Linked DNA regions of Pan troglodytes: region 1 is linked to region 2. A link is a contact called in public Hi-C data. All regions are on one chromosome and are shown on one strand. Each heading gives the region's core, a stretch centred on a gene start, on an enhancer-like site or on the middle of the called end of the contact. The rest is flanking DNA. Distances are from core to core; before and after follow the strand shown.

Region 1 (4,648 bases), core at 1,502-4,001, 240 kb after region 2:
GGGGCCCACCCAGATGGTCTGTGCTCCCCACCCTTTCACTGGGGATAGTAGTGACTTGGCAGCCCTCACCAACCCCCCACCTGTCGCAGCTCAGAGTGTGAGTCTTCAGGGATGCCTGAAAATTGACTCCTGATGTTTAGTAAGCTGCCCCCTCCCTTCCCACCTGCACCCTAGATTATGTGAGTAATGGAGGAATTCCACGGAGAATGTCTCAACCCGGGGACTCTGTGTGAATACAGTTGACAGAAGGATTTAGTTAGATGTTGAATCCATTATTCATTCAACAAACAAACATTTATTGAGCTCCTGCTGTGTACTGATCATTGCTGTAGATTACATGCTTGTGTGGTGGATGTCACTGGGAGGGAAAAGGCATTTGTATTATGTGCCTACTGGGTGCCAGGCAGCCAGGCACTGTACTCGGGCACTCAAGGTTCATTGTTCCACCTGACTTTTGTCATCAGCCTATGGGGTATGTTTTATGGGGAAATTTAGGCTTTGGGTGTTAGGTTACTGTTAAAATGTGGAAGCCCTGGCCTAGGTACCACCTAAATAGCCTCTTATCTGTCAGCGAAGCTGTGTACCACCAACTGTGTTGTGGTACCCTCCATTGATGGTTCCCTTGATTTTTTTCCTCTTCCTCCCTGCTGCTCCCAAAGCAAACCTCAGTCCTCGACTCAAGTGCCCTCAAGACCCGGGTGCAGCTCAGCAAGAGAAGCCGCCGCCGGGCCCCCATCTCCCACTCCCTCCGGCGCAGCCGATTTAGTGAGTCCGAGAGCAGATCACCTTTGGAGGATGAGACTGACAACACGTGGATGTTCAAAGACTCAACGGGTATGCCATGCCTTCTCTCCTCCTCAGATAGCACACTGAACAGCAGGAAGGATTTAGACTAAGCCCTACGAAAAAATTCCTGACTTGGAAGGCTGTAGATCATTAGAACACAATTACATAGGAAACTGATTTCTTTTTTTTTTTGTCTTAAACACACAGGTGTTTATTTAATTGTTCATTTAATTTTTAAGTTCACTTTACTACGTGGATGAGATGGGTGCATATTACAGTAGGCTTTCGCTATGAGAGCTGCCACCATGAGTAATATCCCAGCCCTCAGTTCTGCTTCCCTTTCTGAGTCCCACAAAGCCACATGTGGGCAGCCTTGGGTTCCCATCCCAGCTGGCTGCTCCTTCTGGGGCTGTCTTGGTGGGGAGAGGGAGATGGGGCAGTGGGTCCCTGCTGACCCCTGAGCTCTGCAGGGGTCAGGATCCTCCCGTGGTCCCTGGTGTGGCTCTGGAAGACGCTGGCAGTGCCCGGCCAAGGCCTCCCGCAGGATGGAAGCTGAGGTCCTAAGAGAACTCAGCCACCCCCTTCACATTTTACAGCAAGGGGCCGGGCAGCAGCTTTCGGATGGGGCTTCCGTGGAGAAGTGGGGGATGCTGCAGTGGTACAAAGACAGCCTCCCCCACTGCCGTCCTCCAGCTGACCGTCCTCCAAGGCCAGCACTGGGCATTCAAGGGAAAGAAGGAACTCAGCCCAGAGGGTGTGGGCAGGAGAGGCCTGGAGTCAGGCCTCGACCCACAGTCCCCTCTGGGTGCCAAGTGGGAAGGGTGTGGGGGCTGGCTTGGGAACCTTACCCACTGCCCTTCCAACACCTGGATCTGTGGGCAGCGGTCCCACAAAATCCCCCTTGGGGCTCCCTGAGGAGGACTTGTGGCTGCCACTTCCACCAGGGAAGAGGGCACAGGAGGGGCCAGCACTCCAAAGGGCTCTAGGGTGGGTCTTTCAAGGACATCTGCAAGGCCCTGGTGGGGAGGGGCGGCGGGGCTGTCCCACGGAGGCGCCTGGGCCAGAGGCTCTTTGGAACTCTTGCACTTCTGAGTGGGGGACTGTCCATGCTGCCCACAACCTCTAGACCATGCAGCCTGCTCATGGGTCCCTGGCAGAGAATGCCCACTCCCCAGCAGACTCAGGGCAAGGCCCCCAACTGCAGGCTTCCAGGAAGGCCCAGGGTGTCCACCTCAGGCCAGGTGGTCTCAGAGGACCCCTGTGCAACCACATTAAGGAGAGCTGCAGCCCCCACCCACCCGCCTGCCAGTTCAACAAGCTCCGGCTGCACACGCAGGCTCCCAGGCACCATCACCCGCCTCCCCCGTCGCCCCTCCCTCATGGGGAGCCCCTTCCCCCTGGAAAGACAGCAGGTACTGTAGCCTCGCCTGCTGGCCAGGGGCGCCGGCTCAGAGGACCTGCCCTGACCTGCACGTGCTGACCAGACAGCCCAGCGTAAGGACCCGCGATCCCACGCCACCGCCCTGGGTTTACCACGGTCACCACCACCTCTCTCACAGGGCCCCCGGGGGACCCAGCCGCGCCCGGCCTGGTGTCTGCACCGAGGGACCGTGTCTCGCCCGGCAGCTCCTGCAGGGGAAGCCGTGGTCAGCGACTCACCACGAGGACAGGGCAGGGCGGCTGAGTGCGGAAGAGAAGCATGAAGCTGGGGGCGGGGGTGGGGGAGGAGGAACAAAAGTCGCATCTAGACAGAGGTGAACGAAACAAAACCAAAACCCGAACGTGTTCTCTCGCAGGGTGGGCGCCGCCCGTCCCGGGCCCTTAGCCCGACATCTCCTCTCGCTGCTCCTTGTGCCTGCTCACCTCGGCCGCGTGCAGCTCCTCGCGCAGCCGCTCGCGCAGTGCGGCCAGGTGCGCCTCGCGGATCTCCTTGCTGAGCTCCATTTGTAGTTGAGCTTCTCCTCCGCCTGGCGGCTGAAGTTGTTATTCTCCTCCAGCGCCTTGTGCAGCACCTCGCGCTCGTGCTCACGCCGCTCCACCGGCTGCGTCAGCACCTGCGCCTCCTGCGTTGGGAAGGGAACGGAGCCGCTTCCCCTGCCCAATGCGTTGGCCTCCAGGGTGGCACTCCCAAAAGTGGAAACTGATTTCTTGTTATGTAGAACTTATCAGAAACTAGGTAAAACAGTGTTTTGAAGGTTAGTGTATTAATTGAGGCTCTTTGAGTTACAAGAGACAGAGACATAGCTTAATAAGGTTTTACTATTTCTGCTTTTATTTTGATTAAATCCACCCCTGTATTCTCTTTAGGTTTGCTCGCTGGTCTTTTTTCTGTATTCCTGAGTTGAAAGCTCAGTCCATATATTATCAATCTTTTCTGTTTTCTAATGCATCATTTAAGGCTATACATTTTCCTCTAAGGACTATTTTGGCTGCTTACTGTATCAAAACCTGAGCTGAATCTTGAAGAATGGATAATAATGAGTTAGGGAAAGTTATTCCAGGCAGAAGTATCAACAAGATCAAAGGCACAGAGATGTGGAAAGAACATTCTGTGTGTGTGGCAGGAGCATCCCTAAGCAGTTTCGTGTTGCTCAAGCTGGGAATAGCAGGATATGCTGGAAAGGTAGGCAGGGGCCAGATCATGGAGATCCCTGATGCTTTGCTAAGGAGTTAGATTTCGTCTGTAGATGGAGAGCCATGAAAGACTTTTAAGAAGAAACAGGCAGGGCGTGGTGGCTCACGCCTGTAATCCCAACACTTTGGGAGGCCGAGGTGGGTGGATCACAAGGTCAGAAGATTGAGACCATTCTGGCCAACATGGTGAAACCCCGTCTCTACTAAAAATACAAAAATAGCTGGGCATGGTGGCACGTGCCTGTAATCCCAGCTACTTAGGAGGCTGAGGCAGGAGAATCGCTTGAACCCAGGAGGCAGAGGTTGCAGGGAGCCGAGATCGTGCCACTGCACTCCAGCCTAGCGACAAAGCTAGACTCTGTCTCAAAAAAAAAAAAAGAAGAAAAAATTTTTTCTTGCAATGGAAACTAGAGCAGCTGACCTGCCCACTCTATGTAGACACAGCCTTTTTAGTCCTCAAAAACATCTTGTAGATGCCTTTGTTCATTTGGGATTTGCCCATAGCAAACATTAGGATGTCAGACCAGGCTCTGAGCTGAGTGAGGGGCATTGCTTCTGACCAGATACCTTAAAGAAATGCTTGGAGAGTTCTCTCTCCCACTCCTATCCCATTTCTGTTATTAAAGGAAATGTTTAAGTGCCTCAGGTGAGACCTCTCTGCACTTTCTTGGTTTTCTGAGCCAAGCTCTATTAAGCCACCTGGAGCAAATGAAGACCATAATAGGGACAAAAGCACACAAATACCCCCAGCTGGAACGTGGCAGCAGCACCTCTGGCTCCCGTCAGCCTGGAGGAGCCGGCCAGGGGCTGGAGGGGGAAGGCTGGGTCTGTGTTTTCTTAGCGTACCTCAGTTCCCCGGGTAGCCCAAGGGCTCCAGAGCACCAGGTCTTGCCTCTTTCATCCCCGCCCCCTCCTCCAATCCTCACTGTGCCCATGCCAGCATCCTGGTCTCAGGGAAGTAGAAACTCCTCCCATATCACTCCTGGAAGAGGGGGATAGGCAGCCCATCACCCAAAAGCTTGAGTGATCAGCTCAGCCTCAAGCACGGGTCTGGGGTTAAGTCCTGGATAGGGGAGCTGGGGTCAAGGAAAATGGCTTCCTGGTCCACCTTTGGGCCGCCTTTCCACAAGACACATGAAGCTCTCCACATTCTCCTCTGAGAGCATAACCTCGGTGCATTGTTGGCTGAAAGCATTCCTATCTACTTTCCTGCCTCTGCCAAAGATTT
Region 2 (4,442 bases), core at 778-3,277:
AGTTCAGATTTTACTCCGAGTATGATGGGAAGTGATTGGAGGGTGGATAAGCCAGTCTGAGTGGCATGATCTGATGTCAGCTTAACAGGACTCGTTTGTCCAGTGTGTGGCCAAATAGACACTAAGGGGGAGCAGTGACAGCAGTGAGACCTGTGAGGTGCTTATTGCTGTAATCCAGGCAAGAGATGGTGGAGCATTAATTGAATGAGGATTGTAATGAAGACCTGGCTAGTATATTCAAAAGCTATGTATAAATTACAGAAAAGTGACCCTTCTCAAGAGATGCAGTCTTGCAGGTTCACAGTTTAGCAAGTGAAGTATGGACTAGATTTCAGCATCTTCTCAGTTCTCAGCTGGGCATGCTTGCACAGTGCACAACATCCCCAACTGTGTATGGTGGCCCTGGTAAGGATGACATGAAGTGGATGGATGAGAGAGAAACAAAGGGGGACAGATTATTAGGACTGGGTCAGCTAAGAGCAGTAATGGGTGACACTAAGGATGCCATCTCTCCCTCCCCCTGATTTCTGGCTTGCCAAAGGACCAGGAATAGTCAACAATCCTAGGGTTTATCTCTGAGGTCTGACCCGACAGGCCAGGCTCTGCTCACAGACTCCATTCATTCATTCATTCATTCATTCATTCATTCATTCCATAAACATGTCTAGAGCACTGACTATGTGCCTGTGCATTGGATTTACCTGCCACTGCCTGCACCCCTGGCATTGGAACACTGCTTCTCCTTGGGCACAGCCCTTTGGGGGCCACAGCCCAAGACAGGAGGAAAATTGCATTGAAGGCCAACAGGAGCCAGCCTCCGAGGAGCATCACAGCTGAGACCTGCAGGGAAGAGACAGAAGGAAGGGTGTTGGCTGGGACAGGGGCAGGTGGATGCTCCCCTGCTCATTGACCAGCTTCTGAGTCCTCGCAGCATGTGGTTTGTGCTATTATGATCTCCATTTTACATAAAAAGAAACTGTCCAAGAAAATAAATTTTCCAATAAAAGTCCAAGAAACTGAAGTCATTTGCCTCAGAACACATGGGTAATTAAGTGGTAGAGCCAGAATGAAGATCCACATTGACTGACCAGCATATAGTACCTTTATTAAGCACTTGCTACATGCCAGGATCATCAGGAGAGGCACCTGGTAGCTGCTGTTACATCACCCTTATAACAATCAATTTTGAAGGCTGTATATTCTTCCTTAGAGGTGCTGGACTAGGAGTCCTTTCCCATTCTCCCCATTGTTGATTTTGGCAATGTGCATCATATCAGGGACTTTAACACCTTAGCTTTCATTTTTAAACCTAGCAGTGTTTAGAGGGTGGCCAGGTAAGAGCGTGCAGGTTGTATACTGCACAACTCTCAGAGACACATTGGGGGCCATCATAGATTTGCAAACTGATTACAGTGACTTTCCAGCAGATGGCAGTAGAGCATCCTAAAGAAGGGGCACCTTTTCCTAATTTGCACGAAGGTGCTATATTGGCTGGCAGCTGCCTTTGGAATCATCCTGCATGTTTGTTAAATTATCAGTAGCCGGACCCCACTCCACGCCTACGGAGACAGGGGCTCCGGGTGGAGCACAGAACTTGGCATTTTTGCAAAGTTGCACAGGTGTTTCTGAAGGGCTGTCAGGTTGAAGAACTTCTATGCTCAGTTCTAAGGAGAGTAATGGCAAATTCGAAGCCACTGGGACACTCAGGCAGTGAGGAAAGCCTCCTCGAATTCCGCTCAGCCAGCTTTCCTGCCTTAATGAGTTTAAACGAGCCCCTGAAGACCCAGTGACTTGGTGAGCCAGCTCTCACCTTCCAGGCAAAGTCAGGAATATCCTCCAGGGAACTGAAGGTCACGCAGCTCTGGTTCCAACTGTTGCCCTGAGGCCAGGAGCAGTAGGTGAGGATGCCAAAGGAGAAGGTCGGGGTCTGGAACCAGGCAGGGGAGATGAGGCTGAAGGCTGAGGTGCAGGTCAGAGAGAGCCCCAGAGCTACCCACACACTGCTCGACATTAGGCAGTATCGCTGACCTAGGGGTCAACAGCGAAGATTACTAATGGAGACTGCAGGGACAAGGAGAGAAAGGGGCTGGCCCAGGTGCTCCCTAGCCAGGGATCTGGTGTTATGATCAGACCCCAGATCATCAGCCCCCCTTGAGCCTGGAGATGCAAATGGGAGGTACTAATAACTGTGGTCTGGTAGTGGGGGTTACTTTGCCCTAGCAAATTCTAGAAGTACAACCCCCAAGTCCTAGAATAAATGTTAGCCCTTAAAGACCTTTGAACATTTGCGCCTCCACCTTCTGCATGGCACATCATCCTCACTGGTCCATGCAGGGCTCTTCTCATATTCCGTGCATACTTTCATTTGTTCATTTGTTCGTTCGTTCTTTCATTTATCAAATTTTTTTTTTTTTTTTTTTTTTTTGAGACGGAGTCTCGCTCTGTCGCCCAGGCTGGAGTGCAGTGGCGCCATCTCGGCTCACTGCAAGCTCCGCCTCCCGGGGTCACGCCATTCTCCTGCCTCAGCCTCCGGAGTAGCTGGGACTACAGGCGCCCGCCACCACGCCCGGCTAATTTTTTGTATTTTTCGTAGAGACGGGGTTTCGCCGTGTTAGCCAGGATGGTCTCGATCTCCTGACCTTGTGATTCGCCTGCCTTGGCCTCCCAAAGTGCTGGGATTACAGGCGTGAGCCACCGCGCACGGCCTATTTATCCATTCTTAAATGGAGCCTCCTCTGTTCTAAAGGGCTGCTTCTACCCAGTCGGGGCACCTTTTAAAAATTCACACACATAGCCCGGCGCGGTGGCTCACGCCTGTAATCCCAGCACTTTGGGAGGCCGAGGCGGGCGGATCACGAGGTCAGGAGATCGAGAACATCCTGGCTAATACAGTGAAACTCCGTCTCTACTAAAAATACAAAAAAAAAATTAGCCGGGTGCGGTGGCGGGCGCCTGTAGTCCCAGCTACTCTGGAGGCTGAGGCAGGAGAATGGCGTGAACCCGGGAGGCGGAGCTTGCAGTGAGTCGAGATCGCGCCACTGCACTCCAGCCTGGGCGACAGAGCGAGACTCCGTCTCAAAAAAAAAAAAAAAAAAATAATAATTCACACACATATGCCCGCCCTTCCTTCCGTCCTTCCTTCCTTCCTTCTCTCTCCCTCCCTCCTTCCCTCCTTCCCTTCTTTCTTTCCTTCCTTCCTTCCTTGCTTCCTTCCTTCCCTCCCTCCCTCCTTCCTTCCCTCTCTCTCTCTTTCTTTCTTTCAGAGAAAAAAGGTTGGAGTGCAGTGCATGATCATAGCTCACTGCCACCTCAAACTCCTGGGTTCAAGCGATCCTCCCACCTGTTGAGTAGCTGGGACTACTGGGGCAGCTAATTTTTATTTATTTTTATTTTTTTGCAGAGACGTTCCATCACATGTGGCTAATTAGAAACCTTTTTTCTTTTCTGTGGAAACAAGGTCTCCCTATATTGGCCAGGCTGGCTTCAAGCAACACTGATGCTGTTTATAGCAGCCACTTTGTTTTTTTTTATTTTAATTATTTAATGTATGTCATTTTGTGTGGAGTTAGGTTTGCAAAATTGGTGCGGTGCTGTATGCGTGCATTTCTCATTGCTGCAGATGGTATTATCTTTTTTTTTTTTTGAAACAGAGTCTTGCTGTGTGTCGGCCAGGCTGGAATGCAGTGGTGCCATGTCGGCTCATTGCAACCTCTGCCTCCCAGATTCAAACAGTTCCCCTGCCTCAGCCTCCCGAGTAGCTGGGACTACAGGCACATGCCACCACACCTGGCTAATTTTTGTATTTTTAGTAGAGATGGGGTTTCACCGTGTTGGCCAGGCTAGCATTACGTATTGCATTCTGCGTCTTACTTTTGGACTGAAACACCATGGATGTCTTGGTTTGGGTTCCCTTGAAGCAGATCCCAAGGGCCTCACCTCCCAATATCATCACCTTGGGGGTTAGGGTTTCAACATATAAATTTTGGGTGGACACAAATATTCAGTCCATAGCAAGACTCTAGTGAGAATCTGTGAATGTGGTTTGATTTTGCGTATATTTGTTTTTTTTTTTTTTTTTTGGCATGATACTGCTTTTCCAATGGAAATTCAAATTTTTTTGTTTGTTTGTTTGTTCATTGGTTTTGTTTTGAGACGGAGTCTTGCTCTGTCTCCAGGCTGGAGTACAGTGGCGCGATCTCAGCTCACGTAACCTCCGACTCCCTGGTTCAAGCGATTCTCCTGCCTCAGCCTGAGTAGCTGGGATTACAGGCACAAGCCATCACGCCCAGCTAGTTTTTGTATTTTCAGTAGAGATGGGGTTTCACCATGTTGGCCAGGATGGTCTCCATCTCCTGACCTCGTGATCCGCATGCCTCGGACTCCTAAAGTGCTGGGATTACAGGCGTGAGCCACTGCACCTGGCCGAAATTCAAATGTATTTT

The links. A called contact is a pair of places that touch in the nucleus more often than the background predicts.
Region 1: a Hi-C map of induced pluripotent stem cells shows a contact between it and region 2, with 1.8 times the contacts expected there. The contact joins the enhancer-like site here to the promoter of LHFPL7 in region 2. A contact is called at or near these places in 2 of 7 Hi-C or Micro-C datasets (induced pluripotent stem cells and stem cell-derived neural progenitor cells).

The regions. Positions count from the first base shown.
Region 1 is chr23:27,227,045-27,231,692 of NHGRI_mPanTro3-v2.0_pri, forward strand. KIAA1671 reads left to right here. Exons shown (of 13, transcript XM_054675950.2): 9 at 660-834. Among named protein-coding and RNA genes, the nearest start is that of CRYBB3, 18 kb to the right of the region's middle. Within about 2 kb of position 2,752, at least 1 of the 24 cell types and tissues checked has an H3K27ac peak or open chromatin away from gene starts, as enhancers often do. A contact at or near this core is called in induced pluripotent stem cells, where this site is marked.
Region 2 is chr23:26,989,297-26,993,738 of NHGRI_mPanTro3-v2.0_pri, forward strand. LHFPL7 (LHFPL tetraspan subfamily member 7) reads right to left here and starts at 2,028. Exons shown (of 3, transcript XM_054675949.1): 1 at 1,811-2,028; 2 at 702-840. The coding sequence starts at 2,011.